3 separate regions of the Mus musculus genome follow, and all the other regions are linked to region 1. Evidence: chromatin contacts called from public Hi-C and HiChIP or PLAC-seq data. All regions are on one chromosome and are shown on one strand. Each heading gives the region's core, a stretch centred on a gene start, on an enhancer-like site or on the middle of the called end of the contact. The rest is flanking DNA. Distances are from core to core; before and after follow the strand shown. Region 1 holds the start of Kdm5b (lysine (K)-specific demethylase 5B). Region 2 has its middle 7.1 kb from the start of Gm46159. Region 3 overlaps Kdm5b (lysine (K)-specific demethylase 5B).

Region 1 (4,151 bases), core at 401-2,900:
GTGGGGGGGGGTCTTTTTCACTTGAGAGCAGGGAAAGATAGAAAATTCTTAAACGGTAGGCAAGGCAGTTAAACCTTTCCAACCGACCCGGCCGGTCCAACGGTCGTTTAGGCCAACTCAGACTCAGGTCATCCCAAAAGGTAGGCGAAAAACCTGGGGTGTCGCAGCGCATCCAGTTCCGGCTGCGGGGGGAGGGGGTACGGGGAGGGGGACGGGGACGGGGAAGGAGTGGGCCGGGCTCTCCGCGGACGTTGCAGCCGTTAGGGCCGTCTTGGGGACACCCCACCCCTCAGAGCCCCCCAAGCTCGAGGCGCTAGAGCCCCCGCCGGGAAGGCCGAGTAGGGAAAGCTAGGGACCAGGATGAAATCTCCAAGAGCTCGTCTGACATCTCCCCTACAAGCACAGCCTCTCCACCTCAGCCCCAGCCAGGCCTCCCCCCCCCCCCCGCGCCGGGAGCAAAGCAGTCCGGCCCCAAGTCCGTGTGGGAGCGTCCGCCAGGACCTGCGAGCATCAGGGCCCCCGCCGCTTGGCCTGCCCCCACCATCCTCAAAGTGTCGTCCCCCCACCCCGACCCTTGCACCCCCACCACCACTCAACCAGCCGCTCCAGACCGGCCCAGCGGCTCCTCCCCTCCCCCAGTAGCGCCGGCCGCCCCCTGGCCCAGCTCGCCCTGGGGACTCCCAGAGGCCGAGGGACCAGGTGGTGGTGGGGGACCCGGGTCCGGAGGGTGGGGCGCTCAGGTGAGGGCAGCTTCGGGCCGACGCCGCCACCACACAAAGGACCAGGGGCTCCCGCCGCCATATTGAAAACTTTCCTCCTCACACGACAACTCGCAAGTCCCCCACCCCCACCCATCACACACCCCCGCACCCCGAGAAGGAGGCGAGGACCAGCCACGGAGCCGTGCGGGCCCAGAGCCCTGCCTCCGCGCCCGCGTCTCAGCCGGGCTCGGGAGGACTCCCCAGCGACCACCCCGGCGGCTGCCAACCACTCCAGCCCGCACCGCTGCCGGGCGGTGCAGCGCACCAGCCCCCGGAGCCGCACCGACCTAGCCCCCTCCGGCCGCCCCGCCGGAGCCCGCGGTCCTCACGGCCCACATCCCACCCGGGACGGGGGCCCCCGCGCCTTCCTCCCACCGCCGCATCTCCGACCCTCGGAGCCACCCCAAACTTGACCGGGCCCGCGGGACGACCGCTCCCCGCCCCCGCGCCTCCGGCCTCCCGGGCCGCGCGTCCTCGCTCCCTCCCCCAGCCGCGAGCAGGATCCGGGGTGCTGGCTGACTCACCGGCGGCGGCCGCACCTTACAGATCCCAGTCTGCTCGGCTATGGGCCGGATCTTGTGGATGAAAGCGAAGGGGTCCGCGAACTCTTCCCAGCTCGGCTCGAAGACCGGACACTCGGGGGGAGGCAGGAACTCTCCCAGCGGGCCCGGGCCCCCGAGGGGCAGCGCCGGGCGCGGGCCTGGGGGCAGCGTGGTGGCCGGCTCCATCACCGCGACCTGGGCAGGGGCGAGCACAGGGCAGGCTCCGCAACCGCGGCAGCGAGCTCCGCTCCGTCCGAAACCCGTGCAGACGCACAGCTCGGGCGACAGGTCCGACTTCTACTAGCAACGGCAACACCTAGGGCTTTTTCAGCCTTCCTCCGACGACGTCTTGCCGCTACCCCACGCAGTGCTCCTCCGCCGCCACGGCGAGGAAAAAAGTCCCTGCTGCCACCCCGAGCCAGGTCTCGCCCCGCCCCCTAGCCGGGAGGGGCAGGGGCCTTCCGCCTGGGATGTTTATCCTTAATGCTTCAGTTAACCTCTGAAGTTTCAGAATTCTTCCTCTCAAGAAGTTAACAGTCTAGTAGGGAGAACAGAGTTACAATCCATCAATCACGTCATATATTTTGGCACGAAAGATTTGCTTAGTAAAACCCGAGAAGCAGAGTACTGAAATTGGAGGATTCTCCAGGTAGAGAAAACACCTTGAACACAAGGAGCAGCAAGGACAGACACATAGAGTAATGAGGAGAGCAATAACTCTTCGAGCACTTGCTTATCCTAGACACTGTGTAAAGTGCAAGTGCTTTTCGGGATTGTTTAGTCTGTGAGGGGATTAAGCATTTGACCAAATCCAACAGTTCAGTCTATTTACTGGAAAGTAGGGTTGTTGCACAGAAATCTACACATATACAAGGTTGGACTTGAGCAAAAGCATCTTGAAATAATCCAATCAAGGAATGATGGGGCCTAAATAAATTCAGCAGCGCTATAGGTTAAAGTGAAATTGTAGGAAATAAAAGTTAGACTAGGACGGGACCAGAAGAATAGCGTACTAAGGGTCTGACAGATGGCATCCCTGGGACAAGCATCCATGAGCATGTTCTAGGGAAGATGTATTCACCCCTGAACAGGCTGAGCCTGAGATGTCTCTGCTACAAAGATTTTCAACAGGCTAAAAGGTACAACAGGTCTGAAGGAAAGAAAGAGATCAGAGTGTTTCAGAGGAAGCAATGGAAGAGCTGAGAGGTTAAGTAACCATGAAATCCAAAGATGGGGGATGGCCCCAGAAAAAGTCAGGTCATAAGTAGAACTTGAACACAAACATAATTTCTTTTTTTTTTTTTTTGTTTTGTTTTTTCGAGACAGGGTTTCTCTGTATAGTCTTGGCTGTCCTGGAACTCACTTTGTAGACCAGGCTGGCCTCGAACTCAGAGATCCACCTGCCTCTGCCTCCCAAGTGCTGGGATTAAAGGCGTGTGCCACCACCGCCCGGCGATTTCTTTAATCTAGAAAGCAACCAAACTCGTGGAAAGACTGCCTGCCACTGTATAAGGAAGGATCAGTGGCTCCACAGCCCTCCCTTCAGAATAGACCATCACTCAGCCTCTGGGTTTAGATTTTAATAGGACTAATGTGACCTAGGCTGGCCTGGAACTCTCTACATAGCCAAAGATGACTCTGATCTCCTGATCATCCTCCTGCCTCTACCTCTTAAACGCTGGGATTACAGATATATCCTATCACACAGAGACCATGGTTCTTCAGCTTAAAAATGGAAAGAGTTAGAAGTTAGATGTGGTGGCGCACACCTTTAATCCTACACAAAGTTCCAGGCCAGCCAGACCTGCATAATGAGCTTCCGCATCAAAGACAGAGAGAGCCGGCTCAGCAGATTAAGGGCATTTGCTTCCGCCTTAGAGGATGTAAACTTAGTTTCCAGATCAATGCCCATCAGCTCCCAACTGCCTCTTCACCCCCAGCCTCAGAGGCTCTGATGTCTCTCCTGGCCCCTACAAGCAACACACACATTTTTTTTATTTTTTTATTATTTTCCTCATTTACATTTCAAATGCTATCCCAAAAGTCCCCTATACCCTCCCCCGCCCTGCTCCCCTACCCACCCACTCCCACTTCTTGGCCCTGGCATTCCCCTGTACTGGGGCATATAAAGTTTGCAAGACCAAGGGGCCTCTTTTCCCAATGATGGCCAACTAGGTCATCTTCTGATATATATGCAGCTAGAGACATGAGCTCTGGGGGTACTGGTTAGTTCATATTGTTCCACCTATAGGGTTGCAGACCCCTTCAGCTCAACACACATTTAAAAAATTTTTTTAAATATAAAAAATACAAAACATTTTTCAGTGAAGGGGAGAAAAGCCCCAGTCTTTAATAAGCTCTATCGAAGTACCTGGCCTCTAAAACAGTTCAGCAATTCTTGAAGAAGGCAAAACTTTTCTTAGCTCTACAGGGATTTGGAGCCTGAATAAGACATATATTGTCTTAAATAATAATAAAATAAGACAATAATATTGTCTTAGACAATAATCTGTTCATTAAAAAAAAATCATTGTAAAATGAGGTGATACAGCAGGTTATAAAATCGTGGGAAACCTAGGGAAGAAGTATAGAATTTACCACATTTTTGAGTCAAGGTTTCACTATGTAGCTCTGACTAGCCTGAAACTCACATATTGGCTGGCTTCTAACTCGGAGGTGCTAGGATTAAAGACGTGTCACCTCACCCAGCTTGACATATTTTTAAACCTTGCTGATTTTTTTTTCCGTGATAATGTATTGAGGGGGAAAAATTGAAATGGGATTGCATACTTGTAGCCAAAGCTGGCCTGGAACTCACAATGAAGCCCAGGCTGACCTCATTCCCAAA
Region 2 (4,617 bases), core at 1,709-4,208, 40 kb after region 1:
CCTCTGCCTCCCGAGTGCTGGGATTACAGGCGTGTGCCACCACTGCCTGGCCTTTGGTATTCTTTAAAAAAACCCAAAACTTAGTGTGTGTGTGCATTCATGTGTGTGCCTGTGTGTATGAGTACATGTGTATGTGCATGCACATGTGTGTGTGTACATGAGTATGTGTGCATGTGTGTGTGTGTGTGTGTGTGCACATGGCACAGCATGCATGTCAGAGAACAGCTTGCCAGTGTCAGTTCTCTTCCCACTCTGTGGGCTCCAAGGGATCACACTCGACCCTCAGGCTTGGCAGGCACTGCCTTTCTCTTGTCGAACCACCCCACCAGTCCTCATTTAGTGCTTTTATTTGGTATCCCCTTATGTGGGGAAGTATTATTAATTTTGCTAGGTATAAAAATAGATGTGGAGCCGGGCAGTGGTGGCACACACCTTTAATCCCAGTCCTAGAGAGGCAGAGGTAGGTGGATCTCTGAGAGTTCATGCCCAGCCTGGTTTACAGAGTGAGTTCCAGGGCAGCCAGGATGACATGGAGAAACTCAGTCTTCAAACAAACAAGAATGGCTGTGGAGCTAGAGAGAGGGCTCGGTAGTTGGAAGCTTACTGCTCTTGCAGAAGACCCAGGCCACTCCCAACTCTGACACAATGACTAACCACAGCCTGTAACTCCAGTTCCATGGGACCTAACGCCTCTGGCCTCCTCCAGTCCCTGTATTCATGTGCACACACTCCCACAAAGGCACACACACACACACACACATAGTTAAAAAGAGTAAAATCCTTTTAAAAAGTAAATACAAATTAAGCATAAAAACACTAAACATAAATATATATCATAATCAAGGTTGTTTCCCCTTCTAAACAAAATAGTCACTTCCAGCCAGTGCCATTGAGGGCAGCAAGTTCACCGGTTCCTAAAGGCGGTGAGTCTTTCTCAGAGTAGCTAAATCTTTCCTAATGTGGGAATGACAACAGCTGTATCCCAAGATGTTCCCTGCTTTGCAGTCTGAACTACAGAACACTCCTTACGTCAGCAAATAACTATGACCTGTAAGTGCAGGGGCCCAGGCCTCCTTGCCTCCCGTCCCTTGTGGTCACCTTCATAGCAGTGTGACAGCACAGAAGACAGAGCTTGCTTTTTTTTTTTTTAAGATTTATTTATTCATTTTATGTTCATGAGTGTTCTATCTGCGTGTATACCTGAATGCCATTACAGATGGTTGTGAGCCACTGTGTGGTTGCTGGGAATTGAACTCAGGACCTCTGGAAGAACAGCCCATGCTCTTAACCACTGAACCATCCCATCTCTCCATCCCCCAGAGTATGCTTTCTAATGTCACCACCGCTATGTTTAATTTTTCTAAAGTCTTATGCTAGAGCAGTAGTTCTCAACCTGTAGGTTGAGACCCCCAGAGGGGTCCCATGTCAGATATCCTGCATATCAGATATTTACATTATAACTTATAACAGTAATAAAATTAGTTGTGAAGCAGTAACGAAAATAATTTTATGGGGGGGGGCAGGGATCTCCACAATGTGAGGAACTATAGAAAAGGCCTGCAGCATTAGGAAGGTTGAGAACCACTGTCCTAGAGTAAAAACCCCATAAAACTATGCCAGCACCCTAGGAATGGGGCGGGTCACAAGGTGGAGATTAAATACGTTTATTACTACAAGAGGAAATGACAGTATTTACAAGTGCAGAGCACAAGAAGCCTTCTGCACACTCTAATCTGATGAAGGCCTTTCTGTATGTCCCAAATTGTTCTCGGAGCCAGATGTGTGATGCACATGTACAATTTCCGCACCCCAGAGGCTGCGGCAGGAGAAGCTCAAGCTCCTGGTTAGAGTGATCTACGTAGCAAGACACTGTGGAGGTGGGGAGCAATTCCCTTCAGATGGTGAGCCCTATCGTGGTCCTGCCCTGGTATATCTGAACAAGGAAGCCACTCCTTTGGCTTCTGGCCCATATGCCTCACTTCTCAGACAAATTGAGGGTTACCTGCCCTATCCTTTCCAGTCCTAGTGCATTTATGTCTCCTGGAATTTCTCCTAGGAACCACACAGGTTATGTGCTAATCTTTCTCTTCACCTTCAACTTGCCTTGAACCCTGTGGGACACCAGTTTACAAACTGGATGTTGCCCTAGGACTTGTCGGCAGCAATAGCAGCTTGCCCATTCACAGGCACTAAGTTTCCATGGTAGAGCAGATGGCAGGCCGTGTACTCACCGTTCCTGACCAACTGATTAGAAAGTTCAAGGCTCACTGATCTTTGACACAGAGCTGCTTATGGTGGGCCTTCTCAGCAGGGACAGAGGTCATCAGTGGAGACTGGATCCAGGGTAGAGCACTGCGAATTCTGGTTTCTTTAAAAACCCAGTTATGTTATGTGACTGTGTTTTCATTTTAATCCCAGGTGTGGGATAAGAGGCTGCTTCACAGCCGGTGATTATGTTTTGCCTTGTGAACTAGCAGGGGTGTGATTTTTGCCAGTTACATATAGTTCAATGCTGGGGACTCTGGAGAGGGTATAACTCCCAGAGCCCCAGGAAGGGCCAGGGCACTATGGAAAGAGGCTGCTGCTTCTGGCTGCTGCTGTTGAAGTTTGACAAGAAGTTGGAGATATCCTGACGACAAAGATTAGACTTGCCCCAAGGACCTCAACGTCCCTAATCAGCAGGAAATAGTCTATTTTGTTGGCTTAAAGATATCTACAGCCCCTTTCCCCTCTAACCATCTTTCTCTCCTACCTAGTGTTGGGGGTCAGAAGGGATCAGGGTAGGATAAGTATTAGACGAGAGGTAGAGATATAAGAACCCAATAAAATACTAAAAAAAAAAAAATGCCACTAGGGCAGGGTACCAAAATGACCTGGAACTCCAAAAGGTCCACACCGAGGGCACCATCAAATACCTGGTATTGGCGATGGCAGAAATGACCTGGCCAATGAACCTGTTGTAGGTCAAAAGCTCAATGTTCAAGCTGCAGTGACAGATGTCATAGCTGGCCTTGCAGTTTACCACGAAGGTCCAGCCTGAGGACGTCAGAGTTGTGTTGAGACTTAAAGGTGGAGTTGTAGGGCTCTCCAAGTGCTGTGGATACTTAAGGGTCTGGGTAGAGAGAAAAAAAAAAACCCAACTTTTTACTTGAGATAAAGGTAGGGTTGTTTTAGCAGGGAGTTAAAAACCAAGCTGAGCTGCCTCATGGTGCTGGAAGGTCAGCAAGCTCTTGGGCACAGTGTACTGGTCTGTCTACAGAAGGGACATCACTGTTAAGGATACAGGTGGCATGTCCCTTGTCTAGAACCCCTCTCTCTTAGGGAACACTTGACTGTTCATACAGTGATTACCTAAATACATTTTCATTCCCTTCCACATAGTAAAGATTTTGAAGTATAGTTTATACTCCTATATTTTATATGTAGAACGAATGGTTTCACAAGCCTGTATACTTATATAACCAAACCACACAAGAAATAGAAATTATATAACCAAACCAATGAAGATATAAAAACTCCCATCATCACCCAAATGGATCTTACGTCATTTTGCTTTACCTCTATAGAGATAAAGAAAGCATACAAGAGGCTTGGAGTTCTTGGCACAGGTGGCCTAGACAGGACAGGTGAGATGGTTGACTCTAGACAAATCGTCACATCCCACCCCACCCTGGAACCTCAGAACCTGCAGGTTTACCAAGTACCCTAGCAATTCTGATAGTGTTCCTTGGGCCAGAAAGGCATCCATCAACCAATTATGTGCATAATGACAGTACAAGAAAGGTCTAAAAAAAAAGCCCAGGAGGCCGGGCGGCAGTGGCGCATGCCTTTAATCCCAGCACTTGGGAGGCAGAGGCAGGTGGATCTCTGAGTTTGAGGTCAGCCTGGTCTACAGAGTGAGTTCCAGGACAGCCAGGACTGCACAGAGAAACCCTGTCTCGAAAAACAAACAAACAAACAAACAACAACAAAAAGCCCAGGAGACGCTTTGTTTTACCTTCATTCTGAGGAGGGGAGCACAGAACCCAAAGGCCCCAGTTTCTACTGCAGCGCTGACCATGTCTACACCAACGCTGTAGAGCACTAGAGCCAAAGAACTGGCTCCAGCTGGCCTCACTCTCAGACTAAGGAGCAAACTGGAAAAGCATTTAAGAGCTAAAGGAGGCTCTCCCAGCTGGAGGGATCTACAGAGTCCAAGAACAACAAGCGGGGCTGATAGACATAGATCACAGTTCAAAGAAGGTTAGGACCAGATAGTTGGGCAAGCGAGGAAGCAGCCAAGAGAAGTGGGAGGAACTCTGGGTAGAGCCGGCTATTCAAGCTTCCAAGCCCAAATCCAACACCAAGCAGGACACAGAGCTCCCCCTAGGGGATGGCTGGATAGATAGAAAGCACAGCGGAATGACGTCTGCGGTAACAGATGCAGTTCGTGGTTCTCCCATTTCCTGTTCATGGTAATCTTCTTCTTTTTTTTTTTTTTTTAACAGATCTTGCCTGAGTTTATTTGTAAGAACAGCATAGGACACTGGTCATCTGCAAATACTGTGTGGGGAGGTGTGTCACAGCAGTCCGTCTGTCTTCACACTGGCAGGAGTCATTTCTATGGGGCCTTCACAG
Region 3 (4,384 bases), core at 228-2,727, 55 kb before region 1:
AAGTGTGGTTCACCATGCTAGACTCAGTGGTCACTTTCACAATAAAAATCTCAACTTTATCTTCCTTTTAATAGAATCTCCTTATAACCACCCACTATTCCACAAACAAAAATTCAAATATTTGTGAATTATTGGCTCAGGTCAGGAGCACTTGCCACTCTTCAAGAGGACAGAGCAGCAGTTCCCAGCCCCCCATAACAGGTGGCTCACAACCATTGTTAATTCCAGATTTAATATATCTGATGCTCTCCTTTGGCTTCTGCAGAAACACACACACACACAATAACAAATTAACCACCAAAGAGCCAACTGACCAACTTAATGATGTCAATTGAGTATATAAATATACCTGAAGTCCTACAGATCTTTATATGGTTACCTTTAGCAACGGTGTCTGACTAAGGACGCACGGCAGAGCATACAGCTGAGTCACAAACTGTCTAAGTTCATTCACCGTCAGCTGATTCTGAGACTTTCCTCCACCAGATCGATACCTACAAAGACAAGGGCCGGAGAAAGCCATGAAGACACGTGCATTCATTACTCGGAGATGCCAATGGGTTCCTAGGTTCAGGTGCCTCAGAGTCCATTCTCATACAGTCAGAAATAGATACCTTGTTTGCCTTTTGCCATTAAGCAACTGCTGGGCAACAGAGGCACACTTTTCTGCATCCTGCGTGACTAGTCGAAGGTGACGCAAAAGATCATTGTCTGGGAATTTTTTCATTTCTGATTCTTCAATCAAAGCTTTAAAGCTGACAAGACCTAAAACAGAACAAGTCATCTTTCCTGTGATCAAGCTCATAATCACTATTACAGAGCAGAGAAGACTTTCTGTCCATTCTTACCCAGAAATGTAACACAAGCAATGTTTATCTGATTGGGGGGATGGGGAATAGTCTGACAAAGGGTACTTATAGAGTTGGGTCTTCAGGATATAAGTTTAGAATTTTTTTTAAGTGAAAATCTGCTGATTTGTGAAAGAAAAGTAATAGAGATCTACTGTGGTTTAACCCACTTTGTGGTCTTTACTTCACTGTATAGTTGACAAGAAACTGGTGGTGGTGCTCCCTTCCCCTCCATGAAAAGGGAGGGAGGGACCTGCTGATGTACAGAGTGCAGAGAACTGAGTCTGGAGGGAATGGTGGAGGGCAGGCTCAGCAGCTAAAAGCCCTCACTGTTCCCGAGGAGGGCCAGGCTTGGATCCCAGGACCCGCATAATGACTCAGGAGCATATAACCCCAGACCCAGGGACCCAGAGCTCTCTTCTGACCTCTCTAAGCACCCATACAAACACACACACACACACACACACACACACACACACACACACCATAAAGGAGGGAGAATGGCTGGAGGTAACCCAGCCGCTAAGAGTACTTGTTATTAAAGAGGACTCAGGTTCAGTTACAGCACCCACAGAGCAACTCACAATCATCCTCAAGCCCAGCCCTGTTCTGACCTCAGGGTTTATCAGGCACACAACAGAGTAGGCTCAGATACACACGCACACACATACATGCAGGCAAAACACACACATATAGAAGAGAGAAAAAAATAATGATAAGTGCCAGGGACACTAAATTTTGATTAGAACTAGGAAATGTTAAGCCAACATTTCACCAACATTTTAGTATTATACTGCATTTCAAAGAATCCATTTTAACAAAATACATAAAGTTGCTATTATATTCTTAAGATTTTTAAATTTATTCATTTATCTATTTATTTTGGTTTTCAAGACAGGGTTACTCTGTAGCCCTGGCTGTCCTGTAACTCACCCTGTAGGCCAGACTACCTGCCTCTGCCTCCTGAGTGCTGGGTTTAAAGGTGCGTGCTACCACATCCGGCTTGATTTATTTATTTTTATGTGTATGGTGTTTTGCCTACATATATCTCTATACACCATATGTATGTAGTGGCTGGGGAGGACAGAGGAAGCACTATACACCCTCTGACTGACTGTAGTTATAGATAGTTATGAGCCACCACGTGAATGACTGGAATTGAACCCCGGTCTTCTGAAAGAGCAAACAGTACTCTTAACCTCTGAGCCAACTTTCCAGCTCTATTTTGGTTTTCTGGGTCGCCCCCCCCCCCAATTTGTTTTTTGTTTTTTTGTTTTTTGTTAGGGTTTCTCTGTATAGCCCTAGCTGTCCTGGAACTCACTCTGTAGACCAGGCTGGCCTCAAACTCAGAAATCTGCCTGCCTCTGCCTCCCAAGTGGTAGGATTAAAGGTGTGCGCCACCACGGCCCTGCTTTCTATTTGTTTTTGTTTTTTTTTAAAGAAGTTTAGTTTGTTCCTTTCTTTCTTTTCACTACAGGGGGTGGGGCGTCAAAGTGGGGAAATGTGAGCCATGGTGTACATATGGAGGTCAGAGGTGAACTGGTTCAGATGTCACATGGGTTCCAGGAACCTAATCCAAGATCATTGGGCCCGAGAGGCATGTATACTGAGCCACCTCGCTGGCCCCAAAACCATCTTGTATAACCTATATACCCAGGCTTCACTGAGATGTTGAGGCCATCTGCCTCATCCATCTTGGCTAGAACCTTCTGCCAAGGACCTGGATGTAAGATTAAGCAGGAAATTAGGCTGTTTCAAAACGTTGGCTGCAACAAAATCCAACTAGACTTTGCAGCTTGAGTACCACTTTCTGCATTACTTACTTTTCTTCTTATTGATCTTTGCTTCCAAGGCTTCATTCACATTTAAGGCCCATTCATTGTAAGACTCTGCTCGAAGCTTTAATGCATTCATCATTGGATAGAGATCATCCAGAGTGTATCTATACCTGGACACAGAACACAAACAGCAATGAGACGGGCCAGTGGAAAAAACTGGACGTTATATCCTCAACATTCAGAGACCTATAATAACTAAAGACTCAGTGTGGGCTGGGAAGACGGCTCAATTGGTAGAGCAATTTACTTACAAGAACAAGAACCTGAGTTTCAATCCCCAAAACCTATGTGTGGTGGTGATCTAATTAGGAAGGGCCCCCATAGGCTCAAATATTTGAGTGCTTAATCATCATGGAGTGGTGTGACTTGAGAGGGAATCAGAGGTGAATCCTTGATGAAAGTGTGTCAGTGGGACTGGACTTTGGTGTTTCAATTGCTCAAGAAAGGCCCAGTGTCTCTCTCTTCCTTCTGCCTTTGGATATATAACCACATTCACACATAAATATGATCACACACGTGCATACATGTGCACTCAAGCCAGGGCATCAAAAAGACACTTATGCACATGCACACTCAAAATAAATGATTGGATGCTTTCCCAAAGGAAAAAAACTCATCCTTACTTACCGCAGGTTATACTTATACGGGGGGCAAGAACACAATTCTTTCACATGATGTAGGCAAACAAGTAGGCCAGGTTTACAAGAGCAGGAGATGGCAGACATGAAGCATGTAGTTTTGCATTTTATACACTGCCGCTCATCATCTGGCAACAGCTCAAAATCCATTCTTTCAGAATCAATTACTCCCTAAAACAAAATCTATATTAGAGGATTTGAAAGGATAATACAATCTAAAAGACCCAAGAAAATATGTACTATTTAGAACTATATAACCGGGCTGGAGAGATGGCTCAGCAGATAAGAGCACTTACTGCTCTTCCAGAGGTCCTGAGTTCAATTCTCAGCAACTATATGGTTGCTGACAACCATCTGTAATGTGATGCCCTCTTCTAGCGTATCTGAAGACAGAAACAGTATACTCACATACATGAAAAAAAAAAAGAACTAAATAATCTAAAAATAATAATAGCACATTATTCTACTTGTCCAAGGAGAATCCTTCTTTGGATGAGGCAGGTCCTCAAGTCTAACCACTTATTTCTATTTGAGCATTAATAAAATTGTTGATAAATGAATACTGCTGAAGTTAGCAACCTTACACCAAACTTACCTTACAGAAAGATTGGGGCACAGAGAGGAAGAGCTAAAGACACATGCTTTCTATCACAAAGGAAAAGTAAAAACACTGGCACACTTGCCTACAATGCACAGAGAGAGCCCTGGATTTGATCCCTAGCATCTTCAAGACACATACATAGAGGCACTTGAAAGATGACTCTAGGATTAAGAAGAATGAACACAGCTCTTGCAGATGACCTTAGCTCACAGCCACCTGTACCTGTCGCTGCCACCAGAGATCTAAGGCCTTCTACCAACACACATACTTTACAAACAAAGTAAAAATGGGAAAGGGAGGGAGGGAGGAAGGGGACAAAGGAAGAGAGGGAGAGAGGGAGGGAAGGAAGGTTGGTTGGTTTTACATTAATATTTTAATAATTTCTGACAATTACACGTTAAATCAACAATGACAAGACAAAGTAAAAAATGCTAATGAACAGATTTTTCATTTTAATCA

Evidence for each region. A called contact is a pair of places that touch in the nucleus more often than the background predicts. HiChIP or PLAC-seq counts read pairs in DNA pulled down with a chosen protein or histone mark.
Region 2: a contact with region 1 is called in a Hi-C map of liver, with 2.2 times the contacts expected there. The contact joins the enhancer-like site here to the promoter of Kdm5b in region 1. A contact is called at or near these places in 17 of 39 promoter capture datasets (the 3T3-L1 cell line, 3T3-L1-derived adipocytes, the HPC-7 cell line and 10 more), 1 of 15 datasets of contacts at CTCF or cohesin (embryonic stem cells), 65 of 484 Hi-C or Micro-C datasets (CD4 T cells, CD8 T cells, the G1E-ER4 cell line and 31 more), 29 of 115 datasets of contacts at active chromatin or transcription factors (DN3 thymocytes, the HPC-7 cell line, bone marrow-derived macrophages and 15 more) and 3 of 9 other capture datasets (adipose tissue, liver and pancreatic islet).
Region 3: a contact with region 1 is called in an H3K4me3 HiChIP or PLAC-seq map of fetal liver, with 2.1 times the contacts expected there. The contact joins the enhancer-like site here to the promoter of Kdm5b in region 1. A contact is called at or near these places in 14 of 39 promoter capture datasets (the 3T3-L1 cell line, 3T3-L1-derived adipocytes, the HPC-7 cell line and 10 more), 4 of 484 Hi-C or Micro-C datasets (the G1E-ER4 cell line, the HPC-7 cell line, cerebral cortex and 1 more), 8 of 115 datasets of contacts at active chromatin or transcription factors (the HPC-7 cell line, T-cell acute lymphoblastic leukemia, bone marrow-derived macrophages and 3 more) and 3 of 9 other capture datasets (adipose tissue, liver and pancreatic islet).

The regions. Positions count from the first base shown.
Region 1 is chr1:134,557,677-134,561,827 of GRCm38.p6, reverse strand. Kdm5b (lysine (K)-specific demethylase 5B) reads right to left here and starts at 1,650. Exons shown (of 27, transcript NM_152895.2): 1 at 1,286-1,650. The coding sequence starts at 1,489. It also overlaps a transcript of Mgat4e not described here.
Region 2 is chr1:134,518,547-134,523,163 of GRCm38.p6, reverse strand. It overlaps the pseudogene Gm15454 and the pseudogene Tuba5-ps. Among named protein-coding and RNA genes, the nearest start is that of Gm46159, 7.1 kb to the left of the region's middle. Within about 2 kb of position 2,958, at least 18 of the 459 cell types and tissues checked have an H3K27ac peak or open chromatin away from gene starts, as enhancers often do. A contact at or near this core is called in the G1E-ER4 cell line, erythroblasts and liver, where this site is marked.
Region 3 is chr1:134,612,299-134,616,682 of GRCm38.p6, reverse strand. Kdm5b (lysine (K)-specific demethylase 5B) reads right to left here. Exons shown (of 27, transcript NM_152895.2): 15 at 3,314-3,495; 16 at 2,672-2,796; 17 at 615-765; 18 at 380-494. Among named protein-coding and RNA genes, the nearest start is that of Kdm5b, 54 kb to the right of the region's middle. Within about 2 kb of position 1,477, at least 6 of the 459 cell types and tissues checked have an H3K27ac peak or open chromatin away from gene starts, as enhancers often do. A contact at or near this core is called in fetal liver, where this site is marked.